Linked DNA regions of Mus musculus: regions 1, 3, 4 and 5 are each linked to region 2. The links are chromatin contacts, called in public HiChIP or PLAC-seq and Micro-C maps. All regions are on one chromosome and are shown on one strand. Each heading gives the region's core, a stretch centred on a gene start, on an enhancer-like site or on the middle of the called end of the contact. The rest is flanking DNA. Distances are from core to core; before and after follow the strand shown. Region 1 holds the start of Pdzd8 (PDZ domain containing 8). Region 2 holds the start of Hspa12a (heat shock protein 12A). Region 3 holds the start of Vax1 (ventral anterior homeobox 1). Region 4 has its middle 23 kb from the start of 4930442E04Rik. Region 5 holds the start of Slc18a2 (solute carrier family 18 (vesicular monoamine), member 2).

Region 1 (5,159 bases), core at 1,028-3,527, 480 kb after region 2:
AAACCTACAACTCATAATGCAGCCATGTAAAAACAGGTTTCATAAACTACATCTCCTTTACAGAACCAGAAATCCTGCATAGCATATGACCAGTTCACCATCCCCTACAAATCCATGGAAATATGTGCTCCACACAACAGTTCTCTCACCACCCAAAGTTTAAACTGTTGTTTATTCTCAATAAAACATAACTAGTGAAGTACAAGCTCCACAAAGCAAAAATCCATCCCAAATCTACACTACTCCTGCATTATATTGTGCCACAGACTTTGGGGTCTTCAATCTCCACTAAAGAGCAGTAGTAATGTAAGGCAATACTAGACTCATATTTCAGATTAAACAACAAAACCTAAAATGTTCTATGTACTGAACACAAAGTTAAAGGAGGATAGAAAGAGAAGTTGAAGATTTGGTCGTTTTAAAAGAAACAGGAGCCTTTCTACTGCACCAAGCCTTCCAAGTCCCACCTATGAAACCTCTAATCCTCCAAATACTCATTTCCCCTTCCACTTCCAATTCATCAAAAGAAAACTCATGCATTAACTAATCAGAAGTGCATCACATAAAGCCAGATACAGAGGAACTTTAAAAAACTTCAAATCACTGTCTTTAAAATATTACCCACAAGGTGACTTGGAGTATTGGGTTAAGGAACAGCCACCGGGAGTAGACACCTGAGAAGTCTGGGTCTGTTTGTGGTGAGGAGCCTACTTCCCAAGGGCAGATGACAGTTACCCCAAATTCACAGAGAAGACCACCTGGCACCGGACTCAACTCCTCCAAATCACATCCCTCTACAACAACCCGTGCCTCTGCCCGGAGAGCTGCCAAGGCCCGTGCCACACAGAAACACCCGGGATGTGAGCACGCCCTTCAGGTCTGCAATGTGCCCAGGAACAACTTTTCCACGTGGTGCAGGAGATGCTGCAAAGGCAGACACAGCCGCTGCCTTCCGGTTGCAACAACCACACACAAGTGTGTCTCAACAGACCCAGGAGAGGCACTCACTGACTGGCCAGGGACAAGGCGCTCAGGCCTCCAGCTCCCTGTGCTGCCTTGGCAGCACGGGAAGTGCCCACTACCCGCCTTTCTTTGCTTGGGGGCCTCAGTCCAGGTGGAAGCAAACTGCAGGCCAGGGTCGTGCTGGGAATCTGCCTTGGCCCTTCCCTGGCTAACCTCCCCCGGGTAGCCTCGGCTCCCCTGACCCTCCTCTCACCTGATCTTGTAACTGGGCAGGGTGTGCTTGCGCTTGATGATCTTCTTGAGCTGGTTGACGATGATGGAGGTGAGCTGGGGCATGGGCCGCCCCTCGAACTGGGAGCGCACCTCGAAGTCAATCAGCGGGTCCTCCACGAAGGAGAAGAACCAGTGGGTGAAGGGCACGCGGGTGAGGACGAAGCGCAGCCTCCCCACCACGCGAGACAGCTTCACGAACAGGTAGGCGGACTTGCCAAACACCAGGTCCACGTCGATGGCCAGGTGGAAACCGCCGTTGTACTCCACCTCCGCTTCAAAGGCCAGCTCCTCCGGGCAGGTGGCGGGCAGCGCGTCCCCGTCGGGGTCGTCGGGCTCGCCGGTGCCCGAGGCCACCACGGGCCGCACCAGCCGGATGGTCTTGATGAAGGGCACCGTGTCGCCCAGGAACACGTCGCGCAGACTCAGCCCCTCCAGCAGGCGGCCGGCCGTCTTGGTCTGCAGCAGCTCCTCGAACTCCACCTTGATCTTCTTGGTGACCCAGCGGCGGGCGAGCGCGGTGTCCCGCAGCTCCCGGAACAGGAACAGGATGGTGGCGTTGAGGAAGTAGCAGGTCTCCAGCGTCGGCGGGGCCGGGCTGTCGGGGGTCGGGGTCGAGCTGGCGCCGGCCTCGGAGGAGCAAGCAGCGAGCTCCTCGGCGCCGCCGCCATAAAGGTACTCCCTGAGGGGCAGGCCCGGCACCGGCTTAAGGTAGCGGAAGCCGTCGCCCGCGCGGGCCGCTTCGTCCGCCCGCGGCTCGGGCTGTCTGCGGTAGAGTAGCAGGAACTGTGCGAGCAGCGTGAGGAACGAGCCCAGCACGGCCGACGCCAGGATCAGGAGCAGCAGCCCCATCCCGCCGCCCCCGCCGCAACCCTCGGCCTGCTCCCGCGCTCTCCGCGCCGCCCTCCTCCTCACGCCGTCGCCCCCGCCGCCTCCATCTTGAGGACATCGGTCGCGGATGAGCGGCTCCCTGGGCCCGAACCGAGCGTCCGCAGTCCGACGCTGCCTGGCGGCGCCTTAGCCCGCCGCGGCCCCGCGCCTCCTCAGACGCTCCCCCGGGGGCGGCCCGAGCGGCGGACCGGCGGCGGGCGAGGGCGGGAACGGCGCCTCCCCACAGAGCCTGCGCTCATTGGGCGAGCGGCGCGTGACGTCAGAGCGTGCGCGCCCCCGGCGCCGGGCGCCCCGGCGCGCTTGGACGCGGGTCCTTTCCCACCTCTCGGCGCGCTTCCAGCGCCGCTCCCCCCACGCCCCTGCATTCCTGCCGCCGGCGGCGCGGCGATCCGTGCGTCCGTCGTCTCCGGAGGGCGCGAGATAACGGAAGGAGACCTGGATAAGTCGGGCTGACGGGGCCCGGCGCGGCCGTCCGTTATTCCGCGCCCATCCCCCGCGGCGGCCGTGGGTCCTGCCGGATACCTCTGTGGCGACCGCCCAGCATCCCTCAGTGTGTTGCTGCCTCCCCTGCAGGGCAGCGCCGCAGAGAGCCTGAGCACAGGCGGTTGGGACACTGCCCGAGCCGGCCAGAGGACAGACTGCATCAGGGATTGCCATCGCTAGCCCGCACAGACCGGCAGACCTGCATCCGCAGAGAATGGGCCCCGAGAAGGGACCAAGCGGAACCGCGAGAAGGGGACTAACTTTCCTACCTTGGGGATTTCAATTTAAGTGAGAAAGAAGTTTATTTGAGGTCTGGGAGGAGTGGGTGAGCTGAGTGAATTTGCCAGCATATTGGAAGGTGTCTTAGCGACTCCATTCAGATTGTTCACGCCCCCCTCCTCCCTTCTTTCCTCTCTGAGGGCATTATCCGGAGTCCATCCCTCAGGCCATTACTTTTAGTGCCTACCAATTTCACAGAATAACCCGTGGTACCCGTGGCATAGTAAAGAAATTGCTTAGGGGTCACATCGTGGGATCCTAAGTCCTTGGTTTCTACTTGGCATAATAACACGGAGGATGCTGGAGGTTTTTTTTGGGGGGGGGGGTTGTTTGTTTGTTTGTTTTTCGAGACAGGGTTTCTCTGTGTAGCCCTGGCTGTCCTGGAATTCACTGTGTAGACCATGCTGGCCTCGAACTCAGAAATCCACCTGCCTCTGCCTCCCAAGTGCTGAGATTAAAGGCGTATGCCGCCACCGCTCAGCTTAGCTTTTTGGTTTTGAAAATAAAAAATAATAAAAATTTAAAAAGCCGATCAGGGATCAGGTCCCAGTTGCTCCATAAAGGAGAGTTGGAGATGCAGAGACTGGGAAAAGTGGAAGATTTTGCAGAGGGTACCAATAGAGCCAGAAGCCTTTGTGTTCCCTGGCAACGGTGTTTCCTCTGGTGCTTTCTGACTACTCAGTTGTTACATCACAGTTTTTATCTGTCCTCACCGACACAACTTGTCTAGTCCTAGGGAGGTCAGGTATTCCGCTACTAAAACCCTCGTGGATTCAGGCTGGCTCTTGAGACATCAGTACAGGGATCCTTTCTAGTCTTGACTGGGTGATTGGAGCCTTAAACCAGAGTTCTGACCCAGCTGAGCCAAGTATAGAACTTTGGAAGCAAATTGATAATGTAATGAAATCTTATCAACCAGATTGACTGAGAAACACCTAGGGAGGCCTAAATGTGTGTCTGGGAGTGTCTTTGAGGGCATTTGCCCAAATGATTTAGGGCCTGAGGACTGGCTTAAGGAATGGATGTTTTATGGGTTCATAATATGATGATGGCATTATTGGAAGGTTGTGAAAGCAGGGAGGGAGGACCTGGCTGGAAGAAGCGGGTCAGTAGGGCAGTGTCCTTGGGGATAGGTCCCAGCCTCTTCCTACACTCTTCTGGATTTCTGTTGGTTGGGAGGGATTGAGCTTACCTCTGCTTTGCCACGCCCTCCCTGACTTGATGGATTGACACCTCTGAAACCATAAGCTAAAAATCAATCCTCCTTTTAGTTTGCTTATATCTGGTCTTTGTCACAAACTTAGAAAAATAATACAGTAGCAAAACTCAGGGCAAAGCAGAAACAAGTTTAGAATGTGTGGTAAGAAATGATACATTGAATCATTTTGTGAACTGTGAAGATAAAATCCAACATACACCTATAACAAATGAGCAGAACAGAGTCCCTGCCCTCGGGTATGCCAGGCCCAGGCAGACAGTCACACAGGTAACTAGAGATAAGAAAGACACTGCTCTAGCAGAGGCATACTGGAGATGCTACAGTAACAGAGTCTTCTAGTTCAGGGGCAGAGAGCAGAAACTGCCTGTGGCTAACATCACTGCCATGTGATTCCTGGTAATGACAGTGGACTATCTCTCTGATCTCAGCTGCAAGATGTTCCTTTCAGGCTTGCATAGAACCCTAGGCTGAGAGGATTATTTCTGCCTCATCTACCATTGTACTTACCTTGCTATCTTGTCAACTGTACACGTCTGCTCTTAGTTTCTATGCCTCCCCCTCCTCCAACCCCTGGACTCAGACAAAGAGCTTAGACAGCATCAGCTCTGGACCCAAATCTACAGAGCCCTACATCTGTGGCCCTCTAGCTCAATCTTAGATGTTAGAAGGCAACCCTTGATTGGCCACACTAAATCAATCATTTGTGCCCCTGGGCTTGCCAATGCAGAGTAAAGCAACTTCTCTCATGAGGGATTAAGAAAATAATGGTTTGCAGGGTGTAATGGCTGAACCTTTAATCTCAACACTCAGGAGGCAGAGTCAGGAAGAGCTCTGTGAGTTCAAGGCTATCCTATTCTACAAATTGAGTTCCAGAACATCCATGCTCTGTTACACAAAGAAACCCTGTCTCAACCCACCCACCCCAAAAGAAAAGGAAAACAATGAGCCATTGTAGTTTGATAGGAAATGAAAAATGGATCCTCTCTCAGGAATATGGGGGCTCTGGGGCAAATAGAATTCTTTTGGTACTTGAAGGAGCTTTCTTATCAGAAAG
Region 2 (4,857 bases), core at 1,105-3,604:
TGATAGGTGTGAATCTGTCCCAGCTCTGTGTGTTTGTGTGTATGTATTTTTGCTTGTGTGTATGTATGTGTGTATGCATGTGTGTATGTGTGTGCTTTATGTGTGTATGTGTGTGTCTGTGTGTATGTATATGTTTATTGGTGTATATGAGTATGTATATGTGTGTGTGCATGTGTGTATGTGTATATGTATTGTTTGAGTGTGTGCATGCATATATGAGTGTATGTGTGTGTAGTGTGTATGTGTATATATGTGTTTGTGTGTATGTATGTGTGTTTGTTGGTATATATGTGTATGAGTGTGTATATGTGTGTGCATGTGTGTATATGTATATATGTATATGAGTGTGTACATGTGTATATATGTGTGTATGTGTGTGAGTGTGTGCATGTGTGTGAGTGTGTGCATGTATGTGTGTGTGTGTGTGTGTGTGTGTGTGTGTGTATGTATAGGATAGGATAGAAGCAGCAAGGTGACTTCACAAGACAAATCAGGGCTGGGGAGTGGGTGCATATCCCTGCCTCCAATTCTGACTTGACAGATCTTATACCCAACCTTGCATTTGGTATAACCACCCACTCATTATCTCAGCATGATAGACAGGAAACTGGATCAGTTACTCTCAAGCTTAAAGCAATTGTGACACCTCTCACCATCATCTTAAATGTTGGGATTTTTTTTTTCCAATGTAAAGAAGAAAGGTGAGGAAAATGAGTCGATCAATTGCTTAGTGATGCTCAGACAAAGCAACTGCCAGCACCTGACGTCTGTGGCCTGTGTCCACAGGCTAGTGAAGGTCAAGACAGGAGACACGGTCAGGGTGCCTGTTTGAGTTACACCGCCTGGACTGGGGTTGTGCCTCTCCCCTTCTGTGAGTTCCCAGCCCCCACCCTGCACTCCTTAGCCACTGCAGTGCTTGAAGGCTGGGGAGGAACCTCCCAGATCCGCAGGAACAATGGGCTGGGGAGGGGGCAGGTGCAGCTAGGAGAGCAACAGAAGAGGGGGCTGTATCCAACCCACACCAGGGCAGAGAAAACAATTGCCAATGTCAACCAGCTGCATGGCTGCTGGCCTCAGTTTCCCGGCTTTGGGTCTCTGTAAAGCACAGAGCTCTCCTCCGCAACCTGGATTTCGCCTTAAGTCCGGGCATGCTACTGTCATCCTTGCACAGCAGCTTGCTTAGAGCTCCTGGGAAGCTGGCTCGGGTATCCACTCTAGCCAAGGCCCTGTTAGGTCAGGGACACGCGCAGCGCCTCCCGCAATCAACTTTCCCCACTTGAGATGCACAGGAAGAAGACTGGAATCCTGACCAGCCCATCCCCTGTGCGGGCGGCGAAGCCTTGATTTACAACTCTGGCTGGGAAAGCATTTCATTCTCTTCCCGGATCCCCAGTCACTCCCTCCCTCACCATCTAAGCGGCAACCATGCTCCCAAAGACCTGCTCTACCATAAAGGTAAGAAGCGAGGTTTCAGTACTCTGCATGGGACACCCCAAACCCGCTCGCTCCCTGCCACACACACACACACACACACACACACACACACACACACGCCTCTGACAAGTACTGAACAGCCCAGTCTCTGTAATCCCCCCCCCACCACCACCACCACCAATCCAGAGAATCCTGGAGGATGAGAGGAGAGCGGTGGGACACCCTTTGGCCTGCAGCTGCTGCCGCCACTCCGGCTCCTATGTCCGGAGGGATGGGCTGGCAAGAGAGGATAGTTTTAAATCTGATTTCTCCAAGGATCTTACCTCCTGCCTCACTGAGTCACTGAAAGGAGCCGTTGAGGACCCGGGGCCACCTGGCGGCCGGCCATCTACCAGGTCAGCAGTAGCATCCCCAGCACTGTGCTCAGGCGATGGACAGGAGGGGCGGTTCTCTTGGGAATGATAACCGGCCCTGACCAAGGAGCCAGCCCGTGATGGAAACAACTAGGGTTCCCCAGCTGAGGATTTAGTCCTGGTTGCAGAGTCCACACCCCGGCACAAACCTACCACGTGACTGAAGGGCGGCCTCCCACCCAGTGGGCCTGAAGTCCTGTCCAGAAGCTCTGTGATCCTGCCAGGGAGGCAAGACCGAACCAAGGAGCCCACTTTTCTAACGCCCTCGACTGGGCTGCCAGGTGCGATATACAGCACACCTCATCCCTTCCAGCCCTTCAGCCCATCACAGCCACGGCAATCAGCCACCGGCCCCTTGCCCCGCACTCACCTCGGGGCCCGGCGTCTCCACCGCCAGCTTCCTTGTCCGCCATGGTCCTGCAGCCTCAGCCCGGGAAAGGAGCCTCCGGTGCTAAATCTTAGGCTCCCGAGCTAGGTCTGAGCCTCTGGACAGCGGGAGCACCACTCTGACGCTGCCGCCGCAGCCCGGGCTCCTCCCCACGCTCCTCCCGGGCCCGCCCCACGGAGCCAAGGCCCTGGAGAAGGAGGGAGTTGGCTCCTCCCACAAGCTCTGAAACCGCTGGTCGCCGCCCAGCCGAGGCCACACCCCGTGCTGTCATTAGCGCACCAGGACTCAGCTTGGGCGGTGGAGGGTCATAGCTGAGCAGGGGTCTCTGCAGCTGATCCAACCCGGCGGACACAGAAGCGCACAAGGTCGGATTTCAAGCTCTGGAGTTCCCGCCAGACCCTTCAGCAAGCACTGCACACTCAGCATTCCATGCGAAGCACACTCCAGTCCACATCAATGGCCTCTGCTCCTAGGTCCCAGAGGAGCACACCAAAGCAAGCACTGGAGACCCTGGTGCAGCCGGGAGCCAGGCCACAACTTGTGCAGGGCTGAGGCCCAGCACCCCCACCAACTTTTCCTCTTCAGGGTGCCTACAGGACTGCAAAGCAACTCTTGACCCACGGAGGTACTTGTCGCAGAGACTGTGTTGCCCTTCCATATACGGGATGCATCCCTGGCCCCATTAAAATAGGACATTAATAATTCAAAACTTCCATGGTTGACTGAATCACTGGTCTTTGCCCTCTGGCTGGCGCCTGCTCTCTCTCTCTCTCTCTCTCTCTCTCTCTCTCTCTCTCTCTCTCTCTCACACACACACACACACACACACACACACACACACACACACACACACACACACCTGCGCCTCTGGCACCTGCTAAGGCCTGGCTAAACAGATGATTCTGGGTGCTCTGCTCTTTGGTACATGCAGGGGTAAAGATCTCATTAACATAGTCCCTACGTCTTCCCCACCCCACCCCCAAGGTGGGTCTGACACTAAATGCTGACGTTCACATATCCTTATCTCATAGCTGTCAGTTTCTGCATTTAAGAAAACTTGGCATGGGAGGTTTAAATTATGATTTCAACATCACACAAGAGCAAATGGCTGGCTGGAATCTCATCCCAGTGGCAAGCACCATCCTCACTTCGTCATCATCTCCGTACTTAGGGGAGGCCTCCACAAGCAGCCTATGGGTGGTGGGATGACCTGAGGTCTGCTACCAAAGCCTACAGAGGAGAGTGATAAACAGGCTGGGGTTGTAACTCAGGGGAGGACTCCCACCCCGTGCTCACAAACTGTCTTCTGCCTGCACTAGGATAGCTAAACGCAGTCTCTGGCTGTATGTGGGCCTCTCTGAGCCTCCTTGTCCTCTTCTGAGAAACAGGTTCTCAAGACTAAAAACAATTACGTGGCATGATGCCTAGCTTGGAAACTAGGGTACAGCGGTTTTAAAAGCAGGAGCTACTAGATGCCAGGCCAGTTGTTCAGGGTGTTGGCAGTACCTGGAAGCCACTCCTAGAGTGTAGAAAACATGTGTCGATGAAGCCAATTCTCCTAATCAAGACTGCTTTCTAACAGTGACAGTACCCCACCCACCAACACACACACTATCTCAGAGGCAGATCCAAGAGTTAAGGTCCCACAGCAAGGCCCCAAAGGCCAGGAGCAGGAGGCACCCAAATCAGAGAGGACTCGGGTTGGAAGTAGTTGATCAGGGCAACAGCTGACGCTCCTGAGCTCAGCTGAGCTTCAGATAGAGAAGAGAAGGGTTCTCCCTGGCCCTTCCTCCACCCACTGCTACCTTCTGGTTCTGCTCACACCTTCTAATTAAGGGAAAGCAGCTAGGCTTGGGTGTGCCATAATATGAAAAGGCAGGAATAACCACTGCACTGTCCACTAGTGTCCTGGAGACATGTGCCTGGACCTGGATACAGAGTTGGCTGTTCAGCTGCTTCTGCTAGGAGTTAGTGTTCATTCCTAAGAAAAAGCCCTGAGTTTGAATATTTGTTTTTTGTTTTGTTGAGATGAGGTTTTGCTATGTAACCCAGGCTGGACTTAGACTTTCTATCCTTCTGCTTTAACCTACAAGTGATGTTATTACAGGCATGTGCCACTCACTGTTCTCTGCCAAACTCCAATCCCTTAGTGCAACATTCAATACTTTAACACTCTTTTCTCTCTCTCTCTCTCTCTCTCTCTCTCTCTCTCTCTCTCTCTCTCTGTGTGTGTGTGTGTGTGTGTGTGTGTGTGTGTGTGTGTGTGTGTGCTTACACGTATGTACATGTATTTACACAGTCCAAGTGTCTATAGAGGCCAGAGGTATATCAAGTTCCCTTTGTAGTAGAGTTGCAGAAGCCTGTGAGCTGTTGACATGGGTGCTAGGAACTGAACTCGGGTCCTCTGGAAGAGCAGCAGCAAACACTCTTAACCACTGAGACACTGCTCCAGACTACATTCAGTACTTTAGATACTAGGGACCGGCTGTCATCTTCGCCTAAGCTCTCTGGCAAGAAAGGGCCATCACCAACTGCCTCTGTTTCCATGGTATTTAAATCTTTTGTATTCTCTATCAGCTGCCCACTGTGGGCAGCACCATTCCCTAGGCAGGGAGACCTGAA
Region 3 (5,289 bases), core at 483-2,982, 310 kb after region 2:
AAGGGTAGACGTCAGCCACCAGAACCTCCGCCCCCGGTTTTCTCTGCCTCCTTGATCAGAGCTAGCTAGGGACAAATCTCCGGTAGGCTGCTGCCAGTGTATGGGGTGGCCGCAATCATAAAGCTGAGATTCTCTGAGTGTATGGAGGCCAAGGGGGCTAACTTCATACTATTAACTGGGAGAGTAACCAGACTGTCTCTGAAGAGTTCTCCCAGACACCGGAGGAGGAAACAAACAAACAATAAAAAACAAGAACAAAAACAAAAACAACAACAACAACAAAAAACAAACCTGAATTCCAAATAGGTAAATGCTCCTTCCGGCCTAGGGGGCCTCTGGTGTGTGATCCGAGTCCCCAGTAGCCCAAAGGGGCTCTTACTGGTAACCCCACCTCCCAGTATGGTCCCAGATTGCAGGGCAGCCTGCACTCCTGTGGTCCCCACCCTTACCCCGGGTCTCCGGCCCGCTTCAGTCCAGACAGCAGAAGGAGGAGGGACTGAATGTCGGCTTGCGGGGCCTGGCTAACAGCTAGCGGGGGCGGCGCCGGCTGAAGCTGGGCCTCAGCGCCACCAGTGCCCGGGAGGAGCGCACACCGCTCCTTGAGCGAGGACGAGCGAAGCAAAGAGGCGGCATTCGCAGACCTGCGACGCAGGTCGGCGATCTCTCTAGGCCACTGCAGCCAGGCCAGGAGCGCAGCGCCAGGGCCCTCAGCCCTACCAGCTAACTGGCTGGCTCTGGCCAGCGGCGGGAGGCTACGGGTCCTAGCCCACTGCTCCATCGGGTGCGCTCTGCCCTCCATGGCACACACGCCTGCAGGCCGGAGGACGCGCGCACGTTCCCCTGGAGGAGCTGGGTCCGAGCCCCAGCTTGGTGGCCGGTCCACAGTCACGGTCTGGATTCCTTCCCGCAACCGTGCTGCGGGGCCCCTCCGGACTGCTAGGGCCCAGAAAGAGCGCTTTGAGAGGAGCCCCAGGCACAGGTCCCCGCGACCGACCGGACCCAAGAAAGAAAAGGGCCAACAACAACTTTCTCCCAAGTCCTCGCCAGCCCTAAGCAGCGACGCGAAGCTGCGGCAGGGGAATTACCCCGAAAAGAACGCGTTCCAAAGCCCTGCCCATCCCTACCTCGGACTAGGATCCGGCGACAGTAATCTGGGTCCGCTGAGGAATTGGATTTACTTTTGTTACAATCTTCCGAAGCGCCAGACCCGGAAAAGGCGCCCTGCGGCTCCTTGAGGAAGGCGGCCGGAAGGCTCCCCTCGGCGCCCTTGATCTCCCGGCTCTCCTTGTGCGCGTTCTTCGAGACCCTGGCGGCCTCGGTGTCCGAGTGGCACCGGACGTCCATTTTGTCTGGTTTCCCGAACATAGGCAAAAAGAAAGAAAGAAAGAAAACAACAACAAAAACAAAAAAACACAGAAAAGAAGGAGGGTGGGAAAAGAAGAAGCAAAAGGGGACAAAACCCCTACAACGCAGCACCTAAGCTCGGTCGCCCGCCAGAATGAATGTCCCCGCGGGGTGGCTTCGGCGGCCGCGGAGGGTCAGCGCAGACAGGAGAGTGGCGCGCTGGTAGAGAGGCGGCGGGTCTTGTCCAGGATCCCGGTGGCGAGGCCGCCTCGTCAGCGCCCGCGTCCTTTGAGCACGTCCAGTGTCCCCAGCCTGGCGATCAGGTAGCGAACAGCGCAACTCCGAAACGCTGCGGCTCCGCCTGTTACTGAGACGGCCGAGTTGTGGTTGTCCGACACCCGGGGGGGACGCACACTCGCTGTTGCAATTGATTACGGGTAATTTCGCAGCCCCCACGTTTCAGTTACCTCACGAATACACTAAATTGTTTGGATAATATATCAGATCGTAATGGATGGTTTCTGTCCTTGTCCCCAATCAAGTAGGGGTTTAGCCAGTGAATAAACGGAAATGATTGGTCTTGCTTTCGGGAAACACAATCAAAGACCCACACTTCCAGAAAAACTTTTGACAAGATTCATCCTGAATTGCTAACACCATTAGCAGGCATTATTAACTTTCTCTTTGCCTTTGACCGTCCTGCTCACATACTGGCTAAAGGGGGGTTCCTCTAGACTCTCCAGATAGAGCCAGATGGGGGGGGGTTACCCCCTCAGTCCCTGTAGCTATAGAAAGCAGTTGCCTCTGGGTGGGGAAAGAAGGGGGGAGGAGAAAAGTTTCCCCCTAAAGTCTCTCCCCCACACTCCAAAAAAGCCAAGCTTTCTCCCCAAGCGACTCCTTAACACACCTCGACGTTGACAGCCATCTTAAACTGCCGCCCCTCTTCCTGTAGCCCCAGTTGGATTTTTTTCATGCCTGCACCTCCAGCGGCCCTGAGGCAGCCCATTCAAAGGGCAGCTTTGTACTCAGAGTGGGGGGGGGGGGGTAGAGGGAGGGAGGAATACGAGAGAGAGAGAGAGAGAGAGAGAGAGAGAGAGAGAGAGAGCAAAAAATCTCAACTGTGAGATCTGCTTCAAAAAAAAAGTTTCCCCCTAGCTATTTCATTGTCTTGCTACAATGTCTTTGAGAAAAGCAACAGCCAGTAATCCAATAACAGCATTGATTAGGCCACAATGATTCAATTCAAGCGCATGGCCTTGTGCAAGGAGCTTGCTCCAGCCCTTCTCGTCACCTTGCCGGGGCAGAAGCCCTCTCCACGCCGCTCTCCCCATTCATTCCTTTATGGGAAATGCGGAGCAAAAGGAGTGAAAGATGGCAATTATCTAATTGGACTATTAACAAACAGTCCTCTGAGTGCGGCGGTCTGGCGTGGCTCCTGGGCGGGGGAAGGGCCGTGTTCCCGGCCCTCATTCACAAAGAGTGCAGGGGCCGCGGAGGAAAGGGGGTTTTTAAAAGGGAGTGGGGGGGGGGAGGCGAGGAGAGGTGGGAGGTTTGGCTGAGAATTTTTCCACACAATTCCAAGAATGGGGCGGAGGCGGGCGGGGGAGGGGCGGGGGTCTGGGCGAGAGGGTGGGAGGCACAAAGTGAGTGGGGAGGACAGCGAGTGTGTGTGGCGGCCTCCGAGGGGCTCTGCGCCCGCCCCACAGTCCGGCTGTCACCTCCCGGCCACCACCGCGGTCCCTCGAGACTGCTGAACGTGGAGGGGGTGGGCCGAGCCGGGTAACAACGCTCCTCTCCAAGCCACCTCCGGCCGGTCTCTTAGGAGCAATCGCGTTTGGTCTGTTCCCAAGGTTTCTGTGGCACTCAGGCAGACCTTGGGGAGTTGACTTTATATGATTGGGGATACTTGGGGTGATTATGTTGAGTGATGTTCACTGAGCGGGGAGTATCCCGGGGACAGATTGAGAGCCCAAAGATATAGATCTCTGCGGGAGCTGTCCTCAGGCGGGACGCCTCTGTGAGACCCGGCCCGCAAGTGCCTAGAACTTCTACCCCACAGGAACGCAAGGAAGCGGAAAGAAGAAAAGGGTCTCTCCTTGGCGAGCTAGCCGGCCGACTGGAGAAGTGCGGTACGCCCACTGCCTTGGCCCCAACGACTACACCTGTGAAGGAGGATTCCTGAGGCTTCGGATGGGTGCCCTTGCTGAGATCCGTCGGGAGTACTGCTCCGGGTGCAGGTCCGGAATTCCAGCCCAAACACACACACACACACACACACACACACACACACACACACACACACCAGGCGGTAGGCAGAACGGAATAACCTGCGTGAAGTGTCCGGACTCCTGCTTAGCGGCAAGTGGGAGTCCCCACTCTGACTTTAAAAACCTTGAAGAATTATTGAGACCCCAACAACAGTCCAGATAGAAATCGACCATCTTAGATGGTTCAGGCCCCTAGGCCTTGGGACTCTGCAGCCTCCTAGTTACCGGGAGGACACCTACTACACGAGAAGTCAAAGGCCTGGAAGGAAGTCTTTTTAAAAAATAAAAGTGGCCAGCTCACCATTTCAGATTTCTTGGGAGCTGGCCCTGCCCCTTCATTTGAACCCTGGAGCAGCTGATTGTTTGTTTTGAGCACTCCCATATTGGGTGTCTAAATACATTTAATATTCTTAACCCCTTTCTTGGGAAGGTAACATCCCAGTTTAGAGCTAAATGAGTAGAGGACTCAGTTCTTGTCAAATTACTTTCAATTACTTGTCCAAACCTCAGATTAGTGAATACAGAATTTGAACTTCTCTCTGGCTAACCTCAGAAGTCAGTATTCCAGGTCGGCTCTGACTTAGTTCCCAGCTACTCCCTGCTTTGAGTTTCCCGGGAATCCCCAAGGGATGCAGAGTGCTCAAAGAAACACATGGCTATGACCTTAATGTTAATACTAAAACATTTTGAGTATTTGACATTTGTTTTCACTTCATGCCCAAATGACATGAGATGGATGTAGAAACATAAAATCTTGCTTCTGGCCATGCTATTTATTACTAGCCAGGAGCATTTCCTAGAAGCATCATCCTGCACCGACCTGATTTGGGGTGAACAAAATCCAGTTCTCTGTGTCTTAAAGTTGTCTGATGACTGTCTGGGATCAAAGTTCAGGATTTCACATTTCTACTGGCTGGGGGCGAATCTTTCTAACAACTTTGTTGGAAAAATTGTACCGTTTAAAGTTGGGAGACTCTTAGTTCTGAGGGCAGAGACACACCACCATTCAATGCTTATTGAATCTACAAATGCTTTCTTGAGAAAGGAAGACATTGGGACTCTCTATCTGGTTTGATGATATAGAGATTTATCAAGGTCTGGAAATGTCAAAAGCGATGTAGCACCCAGGAGGTCTTCAGCGAAACACATGCAAGCTGTCTTCTACATGATCTAGAACAAACCAATCAGCTATGTGAACTCACTGGCTTTAATCAGAGCTGCATTTTGGAAGTACGAGAAAGACACTGTTGCCAGATGCCCATCTAGGCTCCAGGCACTTGACATAACAAAATTAAATAAAAGTCAATCATAACTACCAACTACACTTGCTTTTTGTTATGTATAGTGCTCTGTGCCTCCTACCTCCTTCTCTCCCCTTTTCTCTCTACTCTGACTCCTCTCTCTCTCTCTCTCTCTCTCTCTCTCTGGTTTAAAATTCTGCGGGCATCCATCCAGAAAAACCATGACAGGTTTCCCAGAGGACACAGTGGAGGATGGAAGCCCTGGATGGAAATTTCAGAAAAGCAGCTGCTGCTCCCAGCCAAATGAAAGCTGTGTGTCCATTGGCAAAAGAAAGGGGAGGGGGACCCGCTCAATTATTTGAATAATCTGCGACAAGCTTGTTCTGTGCAGCACACATGAGGACATAGGGCTGCTCCAGGTGAAAGTGTTTTACTCC
Region 4 (5,078 bases), core at 1,247-3,746, 330 kb after region 2:
CATGTTTTATAAGCTTCAGACCTCCAGTGGAGCAGCAGCCTAGCCTGGACACTTGTTGGAGGTCCACAACTTACATTTTTATTACAATAATTAATTTGAAATTTCTAATATAAAAGCATCCACTTGAAAAAAAACCAAATTCCTAGTTGTCAGACAGAAATGATGTTGTTGGTTTTTTTTTTCTTTTAATACCTGTATTTATTATTCTGAAAATCCACCCTCTGCCGTTTTTGGACTGACTTAATGGGACTTTGGCTAAAAGCTACCCCTGTATGTGAACAGCAACTGTTGAACTTGCTTTGGAGATTTGGTCAGTAATGCACATTGCTGTCATAGAAATCCTTAGTGGTTGACAGGAAAAAAAAAAAAAGCTAAACAAAGAGCCAGTTTGTGGATAAAGTTAAGGCAGAAAAGGTAATTTTTTTTTTAAGGAGAGAAACCTTAATTGGAAAAGCTAGCTGCTAAACAATAGGATGAAAGTAAAATAATTTGGATTTCAGCATCGGTTCAAATTATTACTAAAAACCTGGGAAGAATTCAAAGCAAATAGTTCCTTACAAAGAATTTCAAATGCTGAAGCAGTTGTCCTTGGTGAGCCCTCCGGTACCCAGAGGTGGCCCTTGGAAAAGCCCGGACCAGCAAATGTGAAGGGGCACAAGTCTTCGAACAATTTTGATCCCAATACTCAGTCTAAGTGGATATTCTGTCAAGATGATGAACAGCTTTGGATTTTGTCTCCCACCTCCATGATCCTGACCAGGAGTTTTTACAGCCTCCTTAGCGTACCCAGCATATGGTCTGGGGGCTCAACCCTCTAAATCCCTGCCACCCAGATACTCAAAGGATGCTTGAACCTGTGTTAATTCAGTATGTGTGTTAAAGCAGAGTTCTCCAGGAATGCACCCCCAGCATCTCCCCCCCCACACACACACATACACACACACACACACACACACACACACACACACACACACACATCTGCCTACACCAGAGTAAGATATAGGCACACAGGGAGAAATTTGTTTCTAAGAAGCCAGCGGGAAAATTGATGTCTGTGGTTCCAACCTCTCTTTTTATTTTTAAAAGGAGTCTTAGAAACATACAAATAATGTGAAATTTCTCCAAGAAAAAGTTCAAGGGAACCACGTTCAAGTAGCACCGAAAGTCTATTTGTAAAGGTTAGGACGTGCACAACTTCAGAGACTGTTTTTTCTTAAAAAAAAAAAAAAAAAAAAAAAAAGAACAAAATTTCAGTCACTTTAATACACACTTTAAGGGTGATTTATGATAACTGTAGCCTGCAGTGACTAAGGCTATACTGAATGTTCAGAGCTGAAACATTCAGTCTGTTGTATTCAGGGAAAGTTCTCTCTACAATTTTGGGGGAAAAAATTTAAAAAACGCGGAAGCAATTGTCAAATCTCTTTCACCTGTGCAATATCTTTTTTGTTGTTGTTGTTGTTGATAAATGTGTCCAATTACATGGCTAGGGTTCAGATGCCCACAAACAGTTTCATTTTTGATGGTTCGGTAGCTGTAATTCCAGGCTGCTATTTCACTGTATTGGAAGGCACGTGGTTATCTTTGCTCCTTTCTTCTTCCTCACGCTTAAACCAGCCCCCCCCCCACCCAAAAAAAAACACATCAAGAAACCAAATAATCCGGGAAAACAAGAGGCACCGTTTGTATTCTAAAGGCTGAAATCCTCGACATAAGTAAAGGGACGATTCTGACACTTGGCGGTAACCTCCCAGATTCAGGTCTTGCATCTGTGAAATGGGCTTGGGCTGGGGGCTTCACGGCAGGACGTTGTCCCCAGGTATCAACAACTCATTGTCTCCTGACTTTCGGGTGTTTGAAAGCTCTTGGGCCTTTTTGGGGGAAGCAGGTCCAAACCCTTCCCGGGCCAATTTGCCTTCTAGAAGCCACAGGGGACACACACACACACACACACACACACACACACACACACACACACGGTGCGTCTGGCATTTTGGTTTATTGCCTTTACAAAGGTTTTTGGAGGTCATCTCAGACTTAAACTAAAGAGTGGGGGCGGGGGGGGATGCAAAGTGAAAGGGGAAAGGATCGGGGGAAGGGGGCGAGAGAGGGAAGCTGCAGGGTTGACACCAAGAGAAGGAAAGAAAATAACCCAGAAAAGAATCGTGCCGCTGGAAAAACTGGGGGAGGAAAAGAGCGGAAGGTATTGCTTCGGGAGGCACCCGAGCCGCGGGGCTTATAGAGGGACTGGGCCTGAAACTCGGCCACGTCCTCCCGGCCCTGCTCCGAGTGTCCCCGGTCAGGGAAGGTAAGAGCCGACCCAGACTCATCTAGAGACGGAGCAGAGGAAGTCGCAGCCCGGGGCTCGTCCGGGCGAGTCAGGGTGGGCACATTTCTCCCGTAGTAGCATTTGCGGGGGACGGAGGAAGTAGTTGGGGGCAGGGGGCGATAGTGCCACCCGGAGCCTCGCGGAGTCCCCGGTGTTCGGCTGGAAGCTCCTGTCCCAAGTACTGCTCTGCGCTCTGCATTAGGCAGCGGCCGAGTTGGGAGCACACCCGTAGGGGCCCGCGAGGTTTTTCCTTGTCTCTTGGGCGACGACCTTCGGGAGATAGTCAAAAAGCTGGTGACCCGCGCACTGACAAGATCTCCGAGTCTCCACCTGAATCCTGATGGCCTAGGGACCTTACCTCGGCGACTGGCCCAGCCTCAGAACTCCTTCAAGCCTTTCTCTCCTAGTACAGGGACCTCAAACTCCGGAACTCCCGAGATGGAGCAAAAAGACACTACCTACGCATTCCCGCGCCAGAGGAGGGTCCCTGGGGGGGCGCTCTCCAGATCCTAGGGGCGAGGGTTACCTTCCCAGCACCTTGCGAGGGTGGGTACCAGTCTGGGCCCCATAACACCGTCACTGCTACTTGTAATTTCTTCGCTTTGCCCCTCCCTTTGGAGAAAGAGGCAGTTTTACCCAAAGGTAGCGCTGGGTGAGCCGTGGGTTTGAGAGTTAAAGAGGGTCTTCTGTCTCAGAGGAACTTCTTAGCACCAAAATATCTCCAGGCCAACATTTTTTTTTAAACCACAAATTGATTATTTTGAGATCTCTCTCTCTCTCTCTCTCTCTCTCTCTCTCTCTCTCTCTCTCTCTCTCCTCTCTCCACATTGATACACTGATGATCCTTCAGTGGTAGAGAGGGGAAGTGTTTTTTCTGGGTTAGTGTCTTCTTTGCCTCCTTTCATCCTCCAAAGTCCAAGAGCAGTCAAACGAAATGTGTTTTGTTTTGTTTTTGTTTGGTTGTTTTTTTTTTTTTCCTAACTCTTGCGATAAAATTCAATGCTCCTGTCTGGACAGTTCACATCCAAGAAGGCTTGTGTGTGTCCAGCTCTGTGTAGCCAGCTACTTGAACGCTTTCTCCGAAGATTATGGTGACAACAGGGTGACAAGAACCAGGGAACTAACAGCTCTTGAGTAGTCATTTGTACCAACCTGTACTTGGAGGTGAGACATGTATGTACACAACCTTTTCCGCTCCACTTTTAATTTTTGTCAGAGGAGGTCAGAATTGGCAGATTAAAAAAAAAGATATTATTTGCAGAGTTATGAATGTCCCCACAGAAACTATTTCTATCAGACCACTAGTTGTGACAGGGTTAGGAAACCAGTTTAAACTGTTAATCGGCCACAAAAAGGGCCTCAGATCGACGCCTTTCATTGTAAGGCTGTAAAAGCTAAGCTGTACATCGGGAAGAAATTAGACAGCGGCAAAACCATTACCTTGACTTCCCACAATAAAGACAACCTTAAGAGGGGCTATTGATGGTTTCAAATTACATCACAGCAGTTTGTGGGTTCTTCCTCCGAGCTCATGGAATACAATTTTAAAATGTGGATTCTTCAAAGAGCAGTCGCCGGCATGGTATTCACACATGGACAGGCAGCTACCCTTTGATTTTATTTATTGCAAAGTGGAGGTGAAGAGAGGAAAACAAAGACAAACAACCAGAATAAGGAGTTTAAAAAGAATCATGTCCGGTTTATATTTCCCAAGCTTTCTGTGCTCTTTCTTGCAGGGAAACTGGGGTGGGGGTGGGGGGCGGGAAGGGGACCAGAGGGAAACCCCTGTGCATGGCCCGTCCTGTCCGCCCTCTGCTTCTGAAGGTTCCAATCTGCACTCAGACTTGTGGGTTAAAGTTGGGAAAGACATTTTCCCAAACACGACTCCAGGGCCAGGGTCACACCGAAACTCCACTAGTCCTTTGGGGAGAAATCTCTCCGTTGGCCATGGTGGCCTTGTGCCTTCCACCAGCCGATTCCCCCGAAAGAGCTTGTACATTGGTAAAATTCACCGAAAGCGGGTGGCCCACCCTCCTCTTTTACTCTCAAAAGTGGTCTCTGCATTTTCAGGAGTCTCAAAAAGAGGAAGTCCCTCTCAATCGCCATCCTTAAAGTCACCTTACTGTTCTCGAAAGGCCTATAAAAAACGGGGTACCCTGCCACCTCAGTTGGCGTTTCTCTAAGTTAGTGGTGGAAACCCACACGGTGTCTGTTATTTTTATCCACTAAAGACAGCCAAGCTGAGTTCTTCCAGCAAAGGGACCATGGCGATTTTTTTTTCCCTGTGCTGGGGCGGATGGGGCTGTTGGGGTCAGGAGAGCCCTGAGGGGACCTCTACAGCTTCTCTGAGAGAGTGGCGCAGTGGTAGCCTGGGTGCCGCATTCGCTGCACAGCACTGCCCCCTGGCAACTGGCGCACAAACCGCTCCGCTCAGCCTCAGGGCTTCTTTCCTGCCCACTGGGGTGAACTCAGCCTTATCTTTCCAGATCACATCCCTGCTAGCCAAGCCATTTCAGAGGCCTGAAGAAGGACCCCCAACTCTTGTAAGAGCCTCAGTTCTGTTCTCCCCAAAGGGATCCAGGATCTAGGCTGTAGGGTGAACTGGAGAGGAGAGGCTGCAGGAAAACAATGATTTCCATCTAGGAGGGGACAGGAGCGCAGGCTCCCGGTGACCTGGTCGAAATGTACCTAAGGAAGGAGGACAAACATGGCTGGAGCTCAGATTTCTATTGGGAAGCTGCCGCAGAGG
Region 5 (4,945 bases), core at 972-3,471, 400 kb after region 2:
GGATACAATGTAAAATGTTTAACTGCTAAAGAGAAACATGTTTGCTTTTCTAAAACCTTTTGAGTGGGTTTTGCACTTTTGTAATATTTATATTCCACTGGATACATTTAAAAATCAGCATGATAGTTTTATATATACATGCTAATATTTATAATATATCTTGAAATATTTTTATTTGTGATTACAGAAACCATTTAAGATACTGTTTTTAGAATGGATAAAACAACTTTATTTTTAAAAGGATTTACTTGGGGTTCCTTTGGCGAGAACTCAGCAGCTAAGAGCACTTGGTTCAGTTCCCAGCACCTACATGGTGGCTCACTTTCCAGGAAATCAGAGGCTATACTCCTGGCCACCTATAGTACCACAGGTGTGTGTGGCACACATATGTAGACAAAACACTCATACACAGAAAAACAAACATTTTAAATATTTAAACACAGATATGGGGATTTCAGAAGAGTTAGAAACCCCCACGTAGGTGGAGCTCTGAGGGTCTGGTGTGCTCCCTGGAGCCACATCTCTCCAGTTCACTGGGCTGGAGTTTTGTGTTGTTTCTTGTGCCTCCTCCCCCATTGTGAAGTGGCTACTAGTTATAAATACTTGAATGGGAAGATGTGGTCCCCTCTACTCATTAATGTTTCACGAGCACCCACCATGGTGCTGATTGGAGTTGGTAGCACTCAACTGGTTAAATGGATACTTGGGCTCTCCCCATGTGTTCCATACTCTGTGTTCAGACTAATTCTTTCTGCTATCCATTAGGAGGTCCAATTTTTCAGAGCCGGGAGAAGCCAAGTGAGGAAAGCCTGTATAACTCTTCAGAGCACAGTAATCTAGGAAATATCAGACTGGGGTTCCTGCGTCTGGCAAGAATGCTTACATGTCATAAATCACTGATTCTGTGGCTCAAGTCAGAGCCTTTGGGTTCGGAAACTCCAAAGCCAAGGGGCTAGGGCGCCAGCCCATGAATTCCATCTCTCCACAGCCACCTTAGTTTTCTGCCATCTGCTTTCTCCTCCTGAGTGGGTCCCTCTCCCTCCCTGTTTAATATTTAAGTTACACACATTCTGAGATATCAGAGACCCGTGTCACTGACCTACTTTTCCCATCCACACATCTTTTATCATGGGGGGAGGGTAACGGTGGGAAGCGCAGGGGGTCTCTCTCTAAAGAGAAGAGAATCAGAGAGAGCTGGGAGGAGCACACACCACAAGGCTGCTCCTAGCAGGCTCCTGCTGACAACAGGCGAGCATTAATAAAACAAGGCCAGACCCCTCTGCTGAGAGCCTGCGACAGTAACAGGGATGTTAAGTGGCTAAGAACACAGCTCTGACCCCTCTGACCCTATAGAAGGGCCTCAGAAAGCACTCCTCCGTGTGTGTGTGTGTGTGTGTGTGTGTGTGTGTGTGTGTGTGTCTACTGTCTATCACAGAAACATTCCTAATGGAAGATATTGTGCAGAGAAAGTCGGTTGCTCAGGTGTTCTGCCTCTTAACCAACTCATTCACACCCCAGACATAGTACAGAGGGCAGAAAGCTCCTTTAACAAGGCTTCATGGACACTTTGACACACACACACACACACACACACACACACACACACACACACACACACACGCTCTGTGCAGCAGAGTCAATCCCAAGCAGGATGCTCTCAACTCTGAGAGTCTTCACTCCCCCCTTCTGTTTCATCGTTGTCTCCTTTCACCTGTTTTCTTTCTCACCTGAAGGTGCCCAGAGCTTTAACCTCCCTGCTGCATTCTGACCCTGGATCAGTCTATATAGAGTGGGAAAAGGGAGTGAGGTGAGATGCAAGTGTCTGCCCTGGTTCCCAACGTTTTCCTGGGGCACACCCTACAGCCTTCATTCATGTCTTCTTGGGCCACTTTATGAACATGGCAGCTCAGAGGCCCACACAATTTCTTCTGAGCATTCTGGCCAGCCTGAGCATAGAAGAAAGCAACATTGCCTGCACACCTTGGCCTTGATTATCTTCAGGACCTTTGACTCCTTGTCCTGGGCTCCTGTGGCTGTGTTCTAGAGCCCCTGCGGCTTCCTTCTCAACTCCCCCTCCCCTCCTCCACTGCAGACGTCCCCAGAATCTGATAGGGTGGGCTCGTGACCGCAGCCCCAGCTGCGGCCCAGAGGCAGCTCTGGGTGGGCGGAGGCCAGTATCCTAGCTCCCCCCTCTCCGCCCCCTCTCAGCGCTGTCCGTGACGTCAGAGCCGGACTGGGTAAACTGAGCAGGGCTCTGGGGCGCTGGAGCATAGGAGACCTGGAGCAGCGGGGACGGACGCACGGACTGGGACCCGGGCAGTGTGGAGATATAACCCTGCAGGCAGTCGCAGGCGAGCCGAAGGTACGCGAGGTTGGGGAGGACAGAGAACCCTCGGGGATCCTCCACGGCAGCGGGCAGACTCCGGGGATCCCGGGACTCAGGGTGCGGCTGGGAAGGGCAGCGCCCCCGGGTACCCAGGTCTGGTCCCCGACGGCAATAGAGGCGTGCTCGCTCGTTGTGACTCTGAGACGCTATCCCAGTGCCTGAGGGGAGCGAGACACTCCCTGTCGTTCCCGGCTACCGCTGGTGGACGAAACTCCTTGTGCTCCGGGTGGCGCGGGACCCCTGACCGTCCCAGGCACTGATCGCACCTGCTCCCACAGCGAAGCAAAGCTATGGCCCTGAGCGATCTGGTGCTGCTGCGATGGCTGCGGGACAGCCGCCACTCGCGCAAGCTGATCCTGTTCATCGTGTTCCTCGCGCTGCTGCTAGACAACATGCTGCTCACCGTCGTAGGTACGTATGGCTCGGGAGTGCCAGCAACTAGCACTTCGTCCTTAGCACCTAGCACAGGTCCTCAGGAGCCCGTCCCTGGCACTGGGTCCCCAACACCTTGTCCTCATCATCTACAGCCCAGGTGACAGCATCCCCTGCCCAGCCCCAGGACCATGTACCTCCTCCCAGGAAGCCTGTCCTCCGCACCCCATCTCACTTTATCTGAGCAGCTCTGTCTGCCCAAAAAGTTGAAGAACGTGCTGTGTAGAGAACAAAACAAAAACCCATTCTTGAACACAAGCCCTCCTCGCCCCAACTCCTGGGAGCTGCAACTTGTGGGTTTGTTTTCCCTGGAGGTCAGGTCAGACCCTGTGACATCCGATAAGGCCCAGAAGTTGTGTTTCCTCCTGATAACTGAACTGCCTGCTTCCCTTTGTCCACTTGCACTGAGATGAAAAAGATTTCTGTCAAAATGAACCAGTGTGCTAAGCTGCTGCTGTCCCTTAGGACGTTCAGTGGCCAAACAGTTGGTAGACGGCTGAATGAGCAAGTCGCCATCTACCCCTGAGGTAAAGCACCCTACATCTAAGAGTATTTGTTCTAAGAGTATTTTTGTGATGGAACGGGGGGACTCAGGGACAGCACAAATCTCCCAAAATGACAGGTTAGACCAGATGGTTCAAAACCAGGCCTTTTAATCCTTCAAGCTGAAAGGTATTCCACATGTTCTTTTTGAAAACCAATTTTCAGTGAACAACAAAAAATATATTGGTTTTCCTCAGACCCCCAAACGTTGAGTCACTTGCCCCTCCTCACTTGCAGAGTCTGAGAGCATCTTACTGATGTCTTCAGCTCTGGAGAGTCAGCTGGGGGTCCCAGTTGTCCTTCATGTTTCTCATGTGCCCAAGCTTCTATAACATTACCACTTTGCTTTGCTGTGGTAGAAGTCTACGGGATCCTCGAGGAGTGCTGTAAAATCTGCAGGTCAACATAGAGTTGCTTGGTTGAGAACGTCCAGGTTATCATCGGCTGCGAGGGTTGGATTTTTTTTTCTCCACAGTATATAATGAAACTTAGACGTTCGTTTCCTTGCTTTATCCATTTAGAAGTCAGTTGAGCCTCTCTGACCCCTGGTCAGCACTGACTTACTTCAGTCAGTGTTTTGCCTTCTATCATATTTCTCTGAGGGAATGCTATAATGAGAAACCCTGTAAATGACAGACATCTCTGTGGCCAGTCACGTGGGCACAGCTGCTTACCTCGTGGGCATGGTGGGACCCTTGGCGTCCTCTCTCTCTCTCTCTCTCTCTCTCTCTCTCTCTCTCTCTCTCTCACACACACACACACACACACACACACACACACACACACACACAAAGCAGTGTGAAACTGTTGCAGCATGTTTCATCTTCTGGGTTTCATTTGGCTTTTCACACAACCTCACTTTTGATGGCTTTTGCCAGAGAAGATTCTGATGTGCCTCTTCTCTCCCTGCCCTTGTCCCTAGTTCCCATCATTCCCAGCTACCTGTACAGCATTAAGCACGAGAAAAATACTACGGAAATCCAGACTGCCAGGCCAGCGCTCACAGCCTCCACTTCCGAAAGCTTCCACAGCATCTTCTCTTACTATAACAACTCTACTGTGTTCACGGGGAATGCCACGGGGGGCCTCCCAGGAGGGGAGTCACCCAAGGCTACCACCACACAGCACACTGTGACCAACACGACTGTCCCTCCCGACTGCCCCAGTGAAGACAAAGACCTTCTAAATGAGAATGTGCAAGTTGGGCTGCTGTTTGCCTCCAAAGCCACTGTCCAGCTCCTCACCAACCCATTCATAGGACTTCTAACCAACAGGTAGGCTGTGTGCCTCAGATGGAGCGTCCACACCCCTGTATCCTGCTGCTTGCTCATCAGTCAGAGTGTGTGGAGAATTGGTGGGCAGTTGGCCAGGGAAACCCATCACTTGAGTCGGATGTCTTCATCCTCCGTAACAGAATCCCATATTTACTCCATCTGTCCTTCCCTCTGTTGCCTTAAATGTCTAAGATAGGAAACGTGACGGAAGGAGGGAAAAAGCATAGGTTCTTCTAAACGTGTGGTTTATAAGTACATTGGCAACGGTCGCTCTTGGGTAGCAGAAGCTCTTCAGTGATCCCAGCCATCA

Evidence for each region. Hi-C and Micro-C count contacts between places; a contact is called where the count stands out from the background. HiChIP or PLAC-seq counts read pairs in DNA pulled down with a chosen protein or histone mark.
Region 1: a contact with region 2 is called in a Micro-C map of embryonic stem cells, with 2.4 times the contacts expected there. The contact joins the promoter of Pdzd8 here to the promoter of Hspa12a in region 2.
Region 3: an H3K4me3 HiChIP or PLAC-seq map of embryonic stem cells shows a contact between it and region 2, with 13 read pairs. The contact joins the promoter of Vax1 here to the promoter of Hspa12a in region 2. A contact is called at or near these places in 2 of 39 promoter capture datasets (both in embryonic stem cells), 2 of 484 Hi-C or Micro-C datasets (both in embryonic stem cells), 8 of 115 datasets of contacts at active chromatin or transcription factors (bone marrow-derived macrophages, embryonic forebrain, embryonic stem cells and 3 more) and 2 of 9 other capture datasets (embryonic stem cells and liver).
Region 4: an H3K4me3 HiChIP or PLAC-seq map of embryonic forebrain shows a contact between it and region 2, with 2.9 times the contacts expected there. The contact joins the enhancer-like site here to the promoter of Hspa12a in region 2. A contact is called at or near these places in 6 of 39 promoter capture datasets (cranial neural crest, embryonic stem cells, hippocampal neurons and 3 more), 13 of 115 datasets of contacts at active chromatin or transcription factors (bone marrow-derived macrophages, craniofacial prominence, embryonic basal ganglia and 9 more) and 1 of 9 other capture datasets (adipose tissue).
Region 5: an H3K4me3 HiChIP or PLAC-seq map of forebrain shows a contact between it and region 2, with 4 times the contacts expected there. The contact joins the promoter of Slc18a2 here to the promoter of Hspa12a in region 2. A contact is called at or near these places in 2 of 115 datasets of contacts at active chromatin or transcription factors (embryonic hindbrain and forebrain).

What each region holds. Positions count from the first base shown.
Region 1 is chr19:59,343,503-59,348,661 of GRCm38.p6, forward strand. It overlaps Pdzd8 (PDZ domain containing 8), which reads right to left and starts at 2,278. Exons shown (of 5, transcript NM_001033222.3): 1 at 1,217-2,278. The coding sequence starts at 2,085.
Region 2 is chr19:58,858,630-58,863,486 of GRCm38.p6, forward strand. It overlaps Hspa12a (heat shock protein 12A), which reads right to left and starts at 2,355. Exons shown (of 12, transcript NM_175199.3): 1 at 2,218-2,355. The coding sequence starts at 2,260. It overlaps Gm52393 (a long non-coding RNA gene), which reads left to right. Exons shown (of 2, transcript XR_003952907.1): 2 at 1,290-2,948.
Region 3 is chr19:59,168,665-59,173,953 of GRCm38.p6, forward strand. Vax1 (ventral anterior homeobox 1) reads right to left here and starts at 1,733. Exons shown (of 3, transcript NM_009501.3): 1 at 1,125-1,733. The coding sequence starts at 1,365. It overlaps 4930442E04Rik (RIKEN cDNA 4930442E04 gene), which reads left to right and starts at 3,117. Exons shown (of 2, transcript NR_167767.1): 1 at 3,117-3,581; 2 at 4,695-4,930.
Region 4 is chr19:59,191,770-59,196,847 of GRCm38.p6, forward strand. No RefSeq gene overlaps it. Among named protein-coding and RNA genes, the nearest start is that of 4930442E04Rik, 23 kb to the left of the region's middle. Within about 2 kb of position 2,497, at least 18 of the 459 cell types and tissues checked have an H3K27ac peak or open chromatin away from gene starts, as enhancers often do. A contact at or near this core is called in embryonic forebrain, where this site is marked.
Region 5 is chr19:59,258,657-59,263,601 of GRCm38.p6, forward strand. Slc18a2 (solute carrier family 18 (vesicular monoamine), member 2) reads left to right here and starts at 2,222. Exons shown (of 16, transcript NM_172523.3): 1 at 2,222-2,362; 2 at 2,665-2,797; 3 at 4,284-4,635. The coding sequence starts at 2,677.